Regions from separate parts of the Rattus norvegicus genome. Here region 2 is linked to region 1. A link is a contact called in public Hi-C data. All regions are on one chromosome and are shown on one strand. The core of a region is the stretch at or near the end of the contact, and the rest is flanking DNA. Distances in the headings are between cores, read along the strand shown.

The links. Hi-C and Micro-C count contacts between places; a contact is called where the count stands out from the background.
Region 2: a Hi-C map of Schwann cells shows a contact between it and region 1, with 5 times the contacts expected there. The contact joins the promoter of Fgf18 here to the enhancer-like site in region 1. A contact is called at or near these places in 3 of 12 Hi-C or Micro-C datasets (Schwann cells, hepatocytes and kidney).

The regions. Positions count from the first base shown.
Region 1 is chr10:17,817,989-17,823,877 of GRCr8, reverse strand. Fbxw11 (F-box and WD repeat domain containing 11) reads right to left here. Exons shown (of 14, transcript NM_001395595.2): 7 at 1,477-1,614. Among named protein-coding and RNA genes, the nearest start is that of Fbxw11, 84 kb to the right of the region's middle. Within about 2 kb of position 2,132, at least 9 of the 93 cell types and tissues checked have an H3K27ac peak or open chromatin away from gene starts, as enhancers often do. A contact at or near this core is called in Schwann cells, where this site is marked.
Region 2 is chr10:18,237,973-18,243,861 of GRCr8, reverse strand. It overlaps Fgf18 (fibroblast growth factor 18), which reads left to right and starts at 2,980. Exons shown (of 5, transcript NM_019199.2): 1 at 2,980-3,075; 2 at 3,230-3,266. The coding sequence starts at 3,044.

The DNA.
Region 1 (5,889 bases), core at 883-3,382:
AAGACAGCTACAGTGTACTTATATATAATAAATAAATAAATCTTTAAAAAAAAAAAAATGCATACCCCTGGGGCTGGGGATTTAGCTCAGTGGTAGAGCGCTTACCTAGGAAGTGCAAGGCCCTGGGTTCGGTCCCCAGCTCCGAAAAAAAGAACCAAAAAAAAAAAAAAAAAAAAAAAAAAAAAGCATACCCCTTATAGTTTCAAAACTTTAAATATTGAGTGTGTGTTCCCTTAAAATCCCAAACAAAGTACCAAGAGTTCTTAATAAGAAAATGTTTTGGGGCTGGGGACTTAGCTCAGTGGTAGAGCGCTTACCTAGGAAGCGCAAGGCCCTGGGTTCGGTCCCCAGCTCCGAAAAAAAGAACCAAAAAAAAAAAAAAAAAAAAAAAAAAAAAAAGAAAATGTTTTAACACAAAGTTAAACTAAGCACTTAAAAACTGAAACAAACACGGGTTAGGTGGTGACACATGGTGCTGGTTTCTGGAAAGGAAATGGAAGTAGAGCACTAGCTTCTTTCAGAGCCGAGCTCCTGTTTCCATCCTTACTCTTCAGAGCTCTATTTCTTCTTCCAGAACCGCACACACTGGATCCTCCATTGTGGGGGCCTTCTCAGCCTTGTTCTTTAACTCAGTAACATTCACTTAGAGCTCTCCATGTCTTTCTGGGGCTTGTCAGGCAAATTCTTTTCAATGCTGAAAAGTTATCCCACTCCCTGGACATGCTGCAGCTTGTCCATGCACCACTGCAGGACACCTGCTCATTCCCAGGCTGCCAAGTATGAATAAAGTTGCTGCAAATGTGTGCAGGTTTTGGGGTAGACTAAGTTTTTGACTCCTCTGACCAAATACTAAGAAATATAAGCCCTGGATCATATGATAAGAGTGTTTACTAAGAAACTGCCTTCCAAAGTAACTGGACCACTTTACATTTCCACAAGCAATGAATATGGGCTCTGCAGGATTCCTTACCTTCTCCCAGCACTGCACCCAATGACATGGAATGCTACCTCACAACAAGAAGTAATGAACTACTGCTAAACAAAGCAGGAGAGTGAGGTGAAATGTATCTGTATTGAGTATAAGAAGCCAGTTCAAAGTTTGTCACATGTTATATGGATACACTGATAGAATTGCTAGATTTTACACACACACACACACACACACACACACACACGAGATGTGGTGGGAAGACCACTGGATTCACAGGTGTGAGGATGTCCTGAGGGAACAAGACAAGTGATTCTGAGGGAATATCATGAACAGAGAGGACCAAATATGAAGGTGTTCAGGAATAGGTGAGATGCGACAGGGGTCGGGGGTGGGACAGTGGGTGCTGGTTCTGGTTTCTTGTGCATCATGAGAGCTGCTGGTGCTGAGAACAGGTAAAAACCTATCAGCAGAAGCAGAGACTGCCACACACCAGTACCCTACATCTGGGCATCTCTCTAAAATAACACACAGAATCAGTAACTCACCTTGATAGAGTTGTCTCGGAGGCCACTGATAATTTTGTCATCATCATATTGCAAACAGTAGACGCCCTTACTATTTTCAGAGCGGCACTGGATCCTCTGCAAGTTGTGCCGTCCACACCGCCAGTTGGATTCTATGGTCTGGAGAAAGGAGGCAAGGGTGGGTTGTGAGCCAACTGTCCCTTAGGTTTAACAGTCTGGTGTTGCATCCAAAAACAGACACCAGAGACCCTGACTTCGCTCTTTTCCCAGTAAAACACTAGGCAACAAGGTTTCTTCTTAAACCCTCCCTGCCCATGGCAGTTGTCATGGGATTTCCCATGAGTTCTGGATTAGATTAGACACAGCCTAGACAGAATTCAGTGTGTTTAAAGAACATCACTTGTACTTGCCCCCACAATACAAATAAACAGTAACTCACTGAATCACTCCCAAATACTTCCTGATCACTAAGCACTAACTGAAGAGTTGTCTGATCTCTGAGGCAAAGCCGGCCAGCCTTCCAGTCTTCCTTCTTTCCTCCCTCCCATTCTTATTTACAGTGGTTTCAGTCTGGCAGGAGCTTAAAATTAACAATGCAGTTCTCTGTGGAGTTGTGGCACTAGCACAATGCCACCAATGGCACTCTGGCCTGGGAACTACAGCCCAGTTCAATGAGGAAGTAGAATGTGTCCACCAGAAGGCCCCGCCTCAGGGAGGCGCTAGGAGAGACTATCCAGATTAAAAGGCGTCAGCCTCTGCCTAAGACTAGCTGCTCTGTCTCCTTAGCCTTTGGAGCTCGTAGACAAGAGGGAGAGCTGCCCACACTCGACTTCTGAGTCCAGGTTGAAAGAGGACTTGTGAGGAGCTCAAGTGCTTGCTGTCTGAAAAAGGTAAACCTAGGCTCTGTTCACAAAGGGGCCCAGTCACTGGGCCTCCTAGCACCCAGTAAGCCAAGTCCTCTGGTCTGAGGACTGCATATCCCAACTTTCTTAAAATGCTAACGTTCTCTGAGCACTCCCTAATGCTGCCCTATGCTTTGTACACTGTCATCCCTGACAATCCCTACAATACGGCACAGATCCCGAAGTCTATGGTATAGATCCTGTAGAACAATATAATTATGTACAACAGCATAATTATTACTCTGTTTTGCGATTTGCCTTTTTAAGGGCACTCCTTACTATGTAGCCAGTGCTGACTTTAAACTCTCAATCTTCTTGTCTCATTTAATTAAATGGCATATTATCTTCATATACCTATGCAATCCTCATATATACTTTAAATTATTTCTAGATGAGCTTTAATAATAAATATGATACAAATACTGGAGAATTTTTGAGATTTTGTTGTTGTTCTTTTTGAAACAGGGTTTCTCTGTATAGCCTTGGCTGTCCTGGAACTCAGGGATCCACATACCTCTGGCTCCCAATTGCTGAGATTAGAGGTGTGGGCTACCATGCCTGACTCAAAATAAATGTTATATAAATACTTGTGATGCTAATAATATTTAGGGAATTACAACCAAAGGAGAGAGAAAAGATCTTGTCCATGTTCAGTACATTTGTAATGTTTCTAATTACTTTCCACTGTGGCAGGTGAGTCTGTGAAACCAGTTATACAGAGGACCAGCTGTATTTCTACCAGTTCTTCATCTAATGCTGAGTCATTTATACAGAGAAAGAAGCAGAGAGTTAGAGCTAGTCCTACCAATATCAATGCAAGTGTATTTAAAGGGCGAGTGTCTGTCCCTTGTGACCTCTGTGCTCAGCACAAGCCCTGGGCACATCTGGGTCCTCAGAGAGCCATCACTCAACAAGTGGGACAGTCAGCAGGCAGGATGGCACATGTACAACCCTGGGAGACAGCAGCAATATAGACAAGCTCTTTTGTGCACCTGCTACCATTAAGATTTCCTAGGCCAGGCAGGGTCTCTAGTGGCTGATACATGTCAAAGCCAGGAAAACTAACTAACTCATCCCACTGTACATCCATCCCTCACAGCAGGCATCAATTAGTCTCTATGGCAACTTTTAAAAGGAATCCAGAGCATAAAATCTTACTTAAACAAACCCATTGTTTAGAAACATCTAGAGAAATAGTGTATTTTTGGTAGTGGCTGGGCCATCTTAGCAAGCTAAACCCTCTAGGGAAATGCTGACTTAAGAAGCCAGATACACCGGTAAGGAGTCTATTCCTAGCCTATTAGTTCCCCATGCTCAGCTGCTGTCCTTTGAGAAGAACAGAGTTGATAGGAAGTGTGTGATCCATTTGAACACAAAGCACTGAACACACAGCATACCTTACTATACACCAGGCGTTGTTTTTAAATTGTATGGATACCTTGGGGCTTTACAGCAGTGTGAATCTAAAGTACTTTGTGAGCCGAAGAACTGAGAAAGCACATTTACATCACATGGAGTTACAGGAAAAACTGCTCTTCATTCAAATAAAGGAACTGAGAGGATGTCTTCTACATTTTCCTACTACTCATCAAGGTATCTTCTGGAAGAGAGCTGGCCATAATTTTTAACTGCACCTAACACACTGAGGACACAGAGAATGAATGAGGAGAGGAGCCAGGATGGCACCTTGTGGTCTCCATCTCCTGTGGTGGCCGAATCAGTTCTTGAAACGCCTGGATGAAGAAGAGTCAGTATCACGGCTGGGCTGTCCCATTTATCCTGAGCCTCAGACAGCTGTGAGAGCAAGGGCTTCTTTCCATGAGTGCCACCAGATGGCCCACTTGCCTTCCAGTCAGAAGAAAACCAGGTATGGCTGTATGGCTGAGCTTCTCCACATCCACAAGGTTCTTAACTTTCTAAGATATTTTTATATTTTAAGGAAAAGTTCAGAAGACTCTTGGTGAGTCGTGCTGGGAAGGCCCTACTTAGGGCAAGTTTTTCAATCTTTAGGTTCTTGAGTCCAAGGTAAGTATAGCTCACCAGAACCAACAGGAAGTCTCAAGGAGGCCATGCAGTCACCAAGGGCACTCCTGAGACTGCTTGTCTCTAGTTCTCCAGCCTCCCCCCCGCAACACACACACACACACACACACACACACACACAGAGAGAGAGAGAGAGAGAGAGAGAGAGAGAGAGAGAGAGAGAGAGCGCACTTGCTGATGACTATGCTTACCAAGAACACTACCACCATGTCCGACAACCTCAACTCTCACTCCAATTCTTCCTCTAAACCGGGTTTTCACAAAATGTCACCCTCAGGCCTGGCAGGCAGCCTTGGCCAGGGGTACAGCTGAGCATCAGCCTCTACCTCTATGAAGCTGGTCCCTGCTCCCTCAACTATCAGAGGACCACGGAAGATGAAACACGTGCTCAGCACCACCTATTGGGACACTGACAGAAGAGTGGGCTGTAATTAAAAGAGAGGGTTCTCCCCATCAGTGGACTGTGCTGGCCTGAGTCATTGCTGGCCGCTTGCACTTCATACAAGGACCATCAAGGTGCTCAGCTATCAGCCCAGCTCGGCGGCAGCGAGGCCCGTCTCATACGGGAGCCCTCTTTAACACCTGCCACGCCATCAGCCCAGCTCGGCGGCAGCGCTCCTGTAGAGGAAGGTTTCACGTGGTAGGGAACTTGTAAAATCGCCTTACCCTGTGCAAAATCTCAAAACACTGGGAGAGTAGCCATGATATACAGAGTATACAGCGGCATTTAAATTGGCAATAGAGTGAAAACAGATGTCTGAGTATGGAGGAATAACATTATTTTTAGAAGCCTAAACATAACTGAGTGGGTGGGCAAGTTTCAGCATTTTCTAGCATTTTTAGTTTCTATTCTGTTAATATCGTTTGCAAACCACAAAAAAAGCTTTCCACTTTCCTTGAATGAAATGTGGTTTATTAAAAGGTGTGATACAACACACCGCCATTTTCCCCATGACCAGTTCCAAGGAGAGTGCTTCAAAGCCACTTACCCAGTAAATATACAGAGTCACTACTCTGGAATGGCAGACATTAGTTTGCTTGTAAGAGCAGCAGCCTTCCATCTGCAGAGGCATTGGGAGTGTGGGCGGACAGAGCCTGGGAGTCGGCAGTTTCATCTAACCAAGTCCCTGCGGTGAGTGGACACTGAGCCTTGAAAGTAGCACTGACAAGGATTCTAGACAGTGAGGGAGTGTGTGGCTGCCTCTTGACAGGACACGCCTCAGGTTTACCAGGAGTTCCTTTTCAATTTAGAGGCCTGCAAACCCTCCATGTGGCAAGAACACCCAGGAGGGAGGAACCTTTGCAGAAAGTTAAGAATGTGAACTCTTCTCCACAGACCGTGACTCTCACTTCCCCATTTTCTGAACAGCAGGAGCTAGCCACACAAAACCAGGTTGCCTATTTTTCCTTAAAATACAGTCAATTTCTGGTGGCTTGATGTGAAAGGCAAAGTTGGGAGAAGAACCTTTTCCTCTATGCTCATGATAGC
Region 2 (5,889 bases), core at 1,731-4,230, 420 kb before region 1:
CAGCAAATCCTATGGATTCATCTCACTGTCACTCTGCACCCCTCCCCCCCAGGTTTTTTTTTCTATTTTGTTTAAACTGGGGTAACTTAGGACTGACAACACAGTAGGACTTCAAACAGTGGAGTGAGTTTCAACATTTCAAAAGTCACTGATAAATATGTATCGGTAACAAACTGGGCTTCAGGGTATAATTGTGAGTGACCTAAGTGGCTAAAGTCAACATAACTTTCAATGCTATAACTGGAATGGTGGTCTGGTTTCTACATGAAGTTGAGATGAGAAGATTGGAATTATAGCTATTGTCAGCTAGTCTTTGGTTGTCTTTGTCATGTCTATAGTTAGCTATATTTTGCTGGCAAGGAAGAACATTCGAGTCTAGGATTTGATTTTTAAAGAACTATGTATGTCACAAGTATGCAGGTACACAAGTCCTCAACTGCTGAGCCAGCTCTATAGCCCTCATCCCTTTGAGATAGTGTCTAATGTAGCACCCGGCTGGACCCAAACATAAGCCTGAACAGATCCTGCAGCTTCTACCTCTGGAGTGGCAGGCCTTACATTATAGATCTGTACACTTTTATCCTATTATTTAGTGAGTATTGGGAATTGAACTGTGAGTCTCTCCAAACTATATCCCCAGCACCCTGAACTTTTGATTCTTGAATGTTCTCAGAACACTACTGGATTTTTGGGGTTTGGGGCTGTCTCGTGTGATGACTGAGGTCACCAAACCATTGTAGGTGGGACATTGCATTACCCATTGCATTCAAAAGTAGTAAAAAATACTAGTAAAATGCACAGAGGAAAAGGAAGAAATTATTCTTAGAAGATAGATGAAACATGTCAGCAGATACATGTGCTGAGTGGCAGTCTGTAAAGAAAACCAAGGGCTTTTTGGTTCATCCCTATTTGTGGTTTGTCGTTTCACTCTGAATTTGTTCATTCCAGAATTTAGGAAGTTATAATAACTTTGCAAGGCTAGTTCAGGCAGCCAGACAAACGACATAAAATCAACTTCGCTTCATGCAAGAACTATCTCAAAACACTCGATTTTTGCAAAGGTTTTCAGGATTTGTTTTTAATACTGTCCCTTTAGCCTCAACTTTGAAAAAACTGAAAGTAGCTTACAGGGAGGTCTGGTACTTGGAACAAATACTACTATGTTTCTATAACTTCAGGAATAACACCACTGAGCAGCACCTTCACTGTATGCTCCAGCGAAAGGGGAATAGCAACCACAGCTACGGACAAGGCTTTTAAACCAAATAATCCGAATTCCTGAGTTTTGCATTTTGAGCTCGTTCTCTAGTTTCTTGCCCACTGTGACCTGTTAGTTTTAGCATCAGTCCAAAGCAGAACTTGGCTGACCTAGGCTCTAGACAGAATGAGGCAGGCCTCTGACAACAATATCTACATTTTGGGGTTAATAGGAGGACAGAAAAAGTTCAGGGTTGGTGATCAAGGGCAGGAAAACAAGCTGCTTAGTGTGTGAACTGAAGAGGGCCTGGAGTGAGCGCTGACCAGAGTCCTGGCTACTCCCAGTCAGGGAGTCAGTCAGGGCCGAGGTTACAGCGACACTTTTGAGCCGCTAGGTGGTAGTCGTGTGCTTCCAAAACCCGGGTCACAGCAGAGAACGCAGCTGGAATCCTTAGAACCGACCTTAGAGTCCCAGAGCAGGGGTGGGGAGAGAGACGCCCCCAAGACTTTCCCATCTCCCATGGCAGGGACAAGAACAGAAAAAGGCTTTACTACTGTAGTCACCCCACGGTGGTGGTGGTGGTGGTGGTGGTGGTGGTGGTGGTGGTGGTGGTGGGTGCAGTGGTGGTGTAGTGGTGGGTGCAGTGGTGGTGTAGTGGTTGTGGTGGTGGTGGTGGTGGTGGTGGTGGTGGTGGTGGTGGTGGTGGTGGTGGTGGTGGTGGGTGTCTGGGAAAAGCCACTATCTCGAGTGGCCTAAGGGTAAGGGTAAACACGACTCCTTTCAGTTGAGTCAACCTCACCGGGCGGGCCTTGTTTGTCCTCCTCTTGCTTCCGAACACTAGTGGATGTGAATACGAACAGCAAATGTGAGGGAGGGAGGACGGACCCTTTGCACCTAATTGCATTCTTTGGGAACTCCGCCTGTCCCATTCGGCCAATATTAGCCTTGTGGCGCAGAGCTCCGACGGCTTCCAGAGCTCACCAGCTCCAGCTTCGTGGGTTCTGCCCGGCTGAACGGCCAGTCCCATAGCCGACAGTCTTGAGTGCCTCCCCTCCAACCCTGCGCCGCCAGAAGGAGGAGGCAGTGGAGAGGCCGCGGCAGGCAGGCGAGCAGGCAGGGCCGGCTTTGATGTGGGCGCGGCGCACCCAGCCGCGCTGAGCGCCCGTCCGGCCGCGCCCCGAGGGGGGAGCCCCCGGGCCCCGCATCCTCATTGTGCCGGCGCGGGCCCGGGCCCGCCCCTGGCCCCCCGCCCCCTCGCCGCCCGCGCGTAGAAAACGCCCCGGCCGCCGCCAGCGGTGGGAGGCGGCGATGTGCACGGCCGGAGAGACACGGAGGAGGAGACATGAGCCGGCGGGCGCCCAGACGGAGCGGCCGTGACGCGTTCGCACTGCAGATGCGCGCCCCAGCCTCGGAGCGCTGACCCCGGTCCCGCCAGCCTCGCGCCCCGGCCGCGGCGCCTCAGCCGCAGTCCCCGCCGTGCATGCTGCCCCTGGACTGAACCGGCTGCCCACGTCCCGCGAACGCCCAGACGGCCCTCCCGTCCGCCCGCTTCAGTCCAGCTTCCCCGCACCGGCCGGGCGCCTCCCGCACCGCGGTCGCCCCACAGCCCCCGCGCCGGCTCGGAGGGCGCAGCGCTCGGGAGGAGCCGCGCGGGGCGCTGATGCCGCAGGGCGCGCCGCGGAGCGCCCCGGAGCAGCAGAGTCTGCAGAAGCAGCCGGCGAGGAGGGAGCAGCAGCAGCAGCGGCGGCGGCGGCGGCGGCGGCGGCGGAGGCGCCCGGTCCCGGCCGCGGGGAGCGGACATGTGCAGGCTGGGCTAGGAGCCGCCGCCTCCCCCCCCGCCCCGCGATGTATTCAGCGCCCTCCGCCTGCACTTGCCTGTAAGCACCCACCCGGTTCTGGCCACCCTGCCTGGATGCCTGTCCCTGTGCGTGTGGCTGTCTGTCTGCCCGCCCGACTTTCTGCCTGCATGTCTGTCTGTCCATCTGCGGTCCCTCCTCTGATCCCACTGACCTCTCCCTCTTTCTCCTGCAGGTGTTTACACTTTCTACTGCTGTGCTTCCAGGTTCAGGTACGTGGGCTCCTGAGAGTCGTGTCCTGTCCCCCCTCCCAACCCCCCCGCCAACCTCAGCGCGCTCTTCTTCGAGGTGCGGGCTGACCCCCCTTCCCGGGACCGCGCCCCCTCTCGGTGCCCCACCCCTCCTGGGCAACAAGCCCAGTGCACCTGTTCCCAGGGCGCGGAAGGGCGGCTTCGCGCGCGTCCTGCGCTGTCGGTGTCAGGCCAAGGGCTAGGAGCTACTGCTTGAGCCAGTGCGGACTGTCGCGGCCTCGGCTGGCCTCGGTAGGGAGATCCCCCAGAGCCGGAGGGCTCAGCCGGAGTGATGTGTGGGACTCCAACCCCCGAGCACAGCTGGCGAGGTAGGGACCTAGAGGTTTTTATGCCAACTGTCCCTTTACAGCCTGCTTGTCCCTGCAGACAAAAAGGTTGTTTTCAGCTGAGTGGATTTTGAGTCCAGAGAGAGAGCTTTAGTTGTAAATTACTCTGTGGGTGGGAGGAGAGAGGGAGAGGGAGAGGGAGAGGGAGAGGGAGAGGGAGAGGGAGAGGGAGAGGGAGAGGGAGAGGGAGAGAGAGAGAGAGAGAGAGAGAGAGAGAGAGAGAGAGAGAGAGAGAGAGAGAGAGGAGAGAGAGAGAGACTGACTGCTCCCTATCCTGCTGCGTTCTGCTCCACATGTCCTTGCCCAAGGTGGTGCAGCCCAGGGCTTGTTCCCTGCTTGGTCCCGGTTCGCTCTCTGTGAATCAGAAAAGGACTTGGCGCTCAGCCTGGAAAGCACTTGCTAAAATCTGATCTGTTACTTCAGCAGCTTTCAGACTCGGGAAGGTCTTGGCACACAGACAGTTGGAATGCTCTGGCTTCCAAAGCCGTGGAAATGAAGGAAAGGGGGGGGGGGGTAGGGAGTCGACTTCAGCCCCGATTAGAACCAGACCAGGGCTGCCTCAGCATGGTGTGTGTGGGGCGGGTGGGAGGGGTGGCAGTAGACTAGGAAACACCAGCTGCCCAATACCTCTACCTACCTACCTACAGCTACAAGGGAGGGGACGCTGAATAAACTGGACATAGGCCAAAAGAGGATTATCTGTCCCCTCCCCCTCTCCGTGAAAGGCAGGTGCCCTTGCAGGGCTAATGGGAAGATGCTTGGTTGTAGCCTTCTGAGTTCTGGAGATGCCTGGAGACAGCCCTGTGTACCGGCTAGAGTTGATCCTCTCTTCCTTTCTGGTACAAGGAATCTTGTCTGTGTCTCTGGGCTGTGGTTCCTAGTTTGATCATGACTGTTCCTTGGGACAGGCATGAAACTCAGGGCAACCAGTTGAGACTCTGGGCTGGAAGGATAGATGGATGGACAGACTGATGACTCTTTCCTTCTATTGGCTAGGCTGGGGTCCCCAGTGACTTCTTGAATCAATACAACTGGAGTCAGTAACTTAACGCTGGCTGTTTGCCCAAGCAGATGTGACCCTATGTGGTGAGGGGGTGGGGGACAGGGTGTGGGAATGGTCGATGTTAGAGAAAAGGCCAGTGCCAGGCATAGGCTGCCTAGTCTGTCTGCAGCTGAGTTCCCAAGCAGAAGGCAGGTTCCAGGGTCACTCCAGGGGGTCTGCTTGTCTGGCTGGGCTGAGCTTGGGGCAGGAGCTGAGGAAATGGATGTGGAGGCAGAAAGGAGCCTTTGGGTCTTACTGCCCAATCCCACGCTTGCTTGCTGCTTTCGGTTCTTCTTTAAGTAGGGCCGGGGAGGGGCTGCCGGGTGGTCTTTGTGTTCTCTGATGGGAGTGTGTGTGAGGGAAGGGGTCTGGACTCTGCTTCCACCTCCACCTCCTGGCCAGAACTAAGCCAGCATCTTTAAGAAAGATCTGGGTGGTCTGCTTGGGTTAGGTCAAGAGGCAGGATCCATGTAGGTGAGGGAGCCTTGTCTTTTCCACCCCCCTTCCTTTTGCCCCTTTGTCCCCTCCAGCCTCTAGACATCTGACCTGCATTGGGCTGGCGTCTTTAAACCCCTGGTTTCTATCCTTGGGACCAGCTAGGGGTCTTCGTGAAGATCACTCAGAAAACAGTGCTCGAATCTGGTATGTCTGGAAGAGAATTCATTCATAGCAATCCTTAGACTTTTTTTTTTTTTTTAAACCAAGATTCCTAAAAGGTAAATAAACCACCAGGGGGAACAATTAGTGGGCTCATGTTTACTTTTACAGTTTATAGACCATGGAGTGGCCCTTAGTGGTAGAGACCAGGATGGCTTCAAAGGTGTGGGTTACCGAGGGAGTCTGCAGTCTGAACCCTGCAGGGGCAAGTTTGCGTGATGCTGTGGAAGTAGGTGCAGTCCTGGGCAGGGTGCACAGGGGCGCCTACAGTTGGAACGCCTCTGGTGTAAGAAGAGCAGAAGGCCATCCTATGTGGAGGAGGGGCCCCGGGCTTGGAAATAGGTGATTTTTGTAGGGGTTTTTGTTTCCTCATTTGTGAAAAGTGGCCGATAAGCAGAAGTTGCCAGAAGACATGTTGCTGATTGTCAATCTCCCCACCCCCACCCCCAGCGAGGCATCTTGGCTAACTGAAAAAACAATTTACTTCTATCCTTACTGTTTTAGGGATTGGTGCAGTCTTAGCAATGGAATTTCTGGGTGCCTCCCCTCCTCCCAGCCT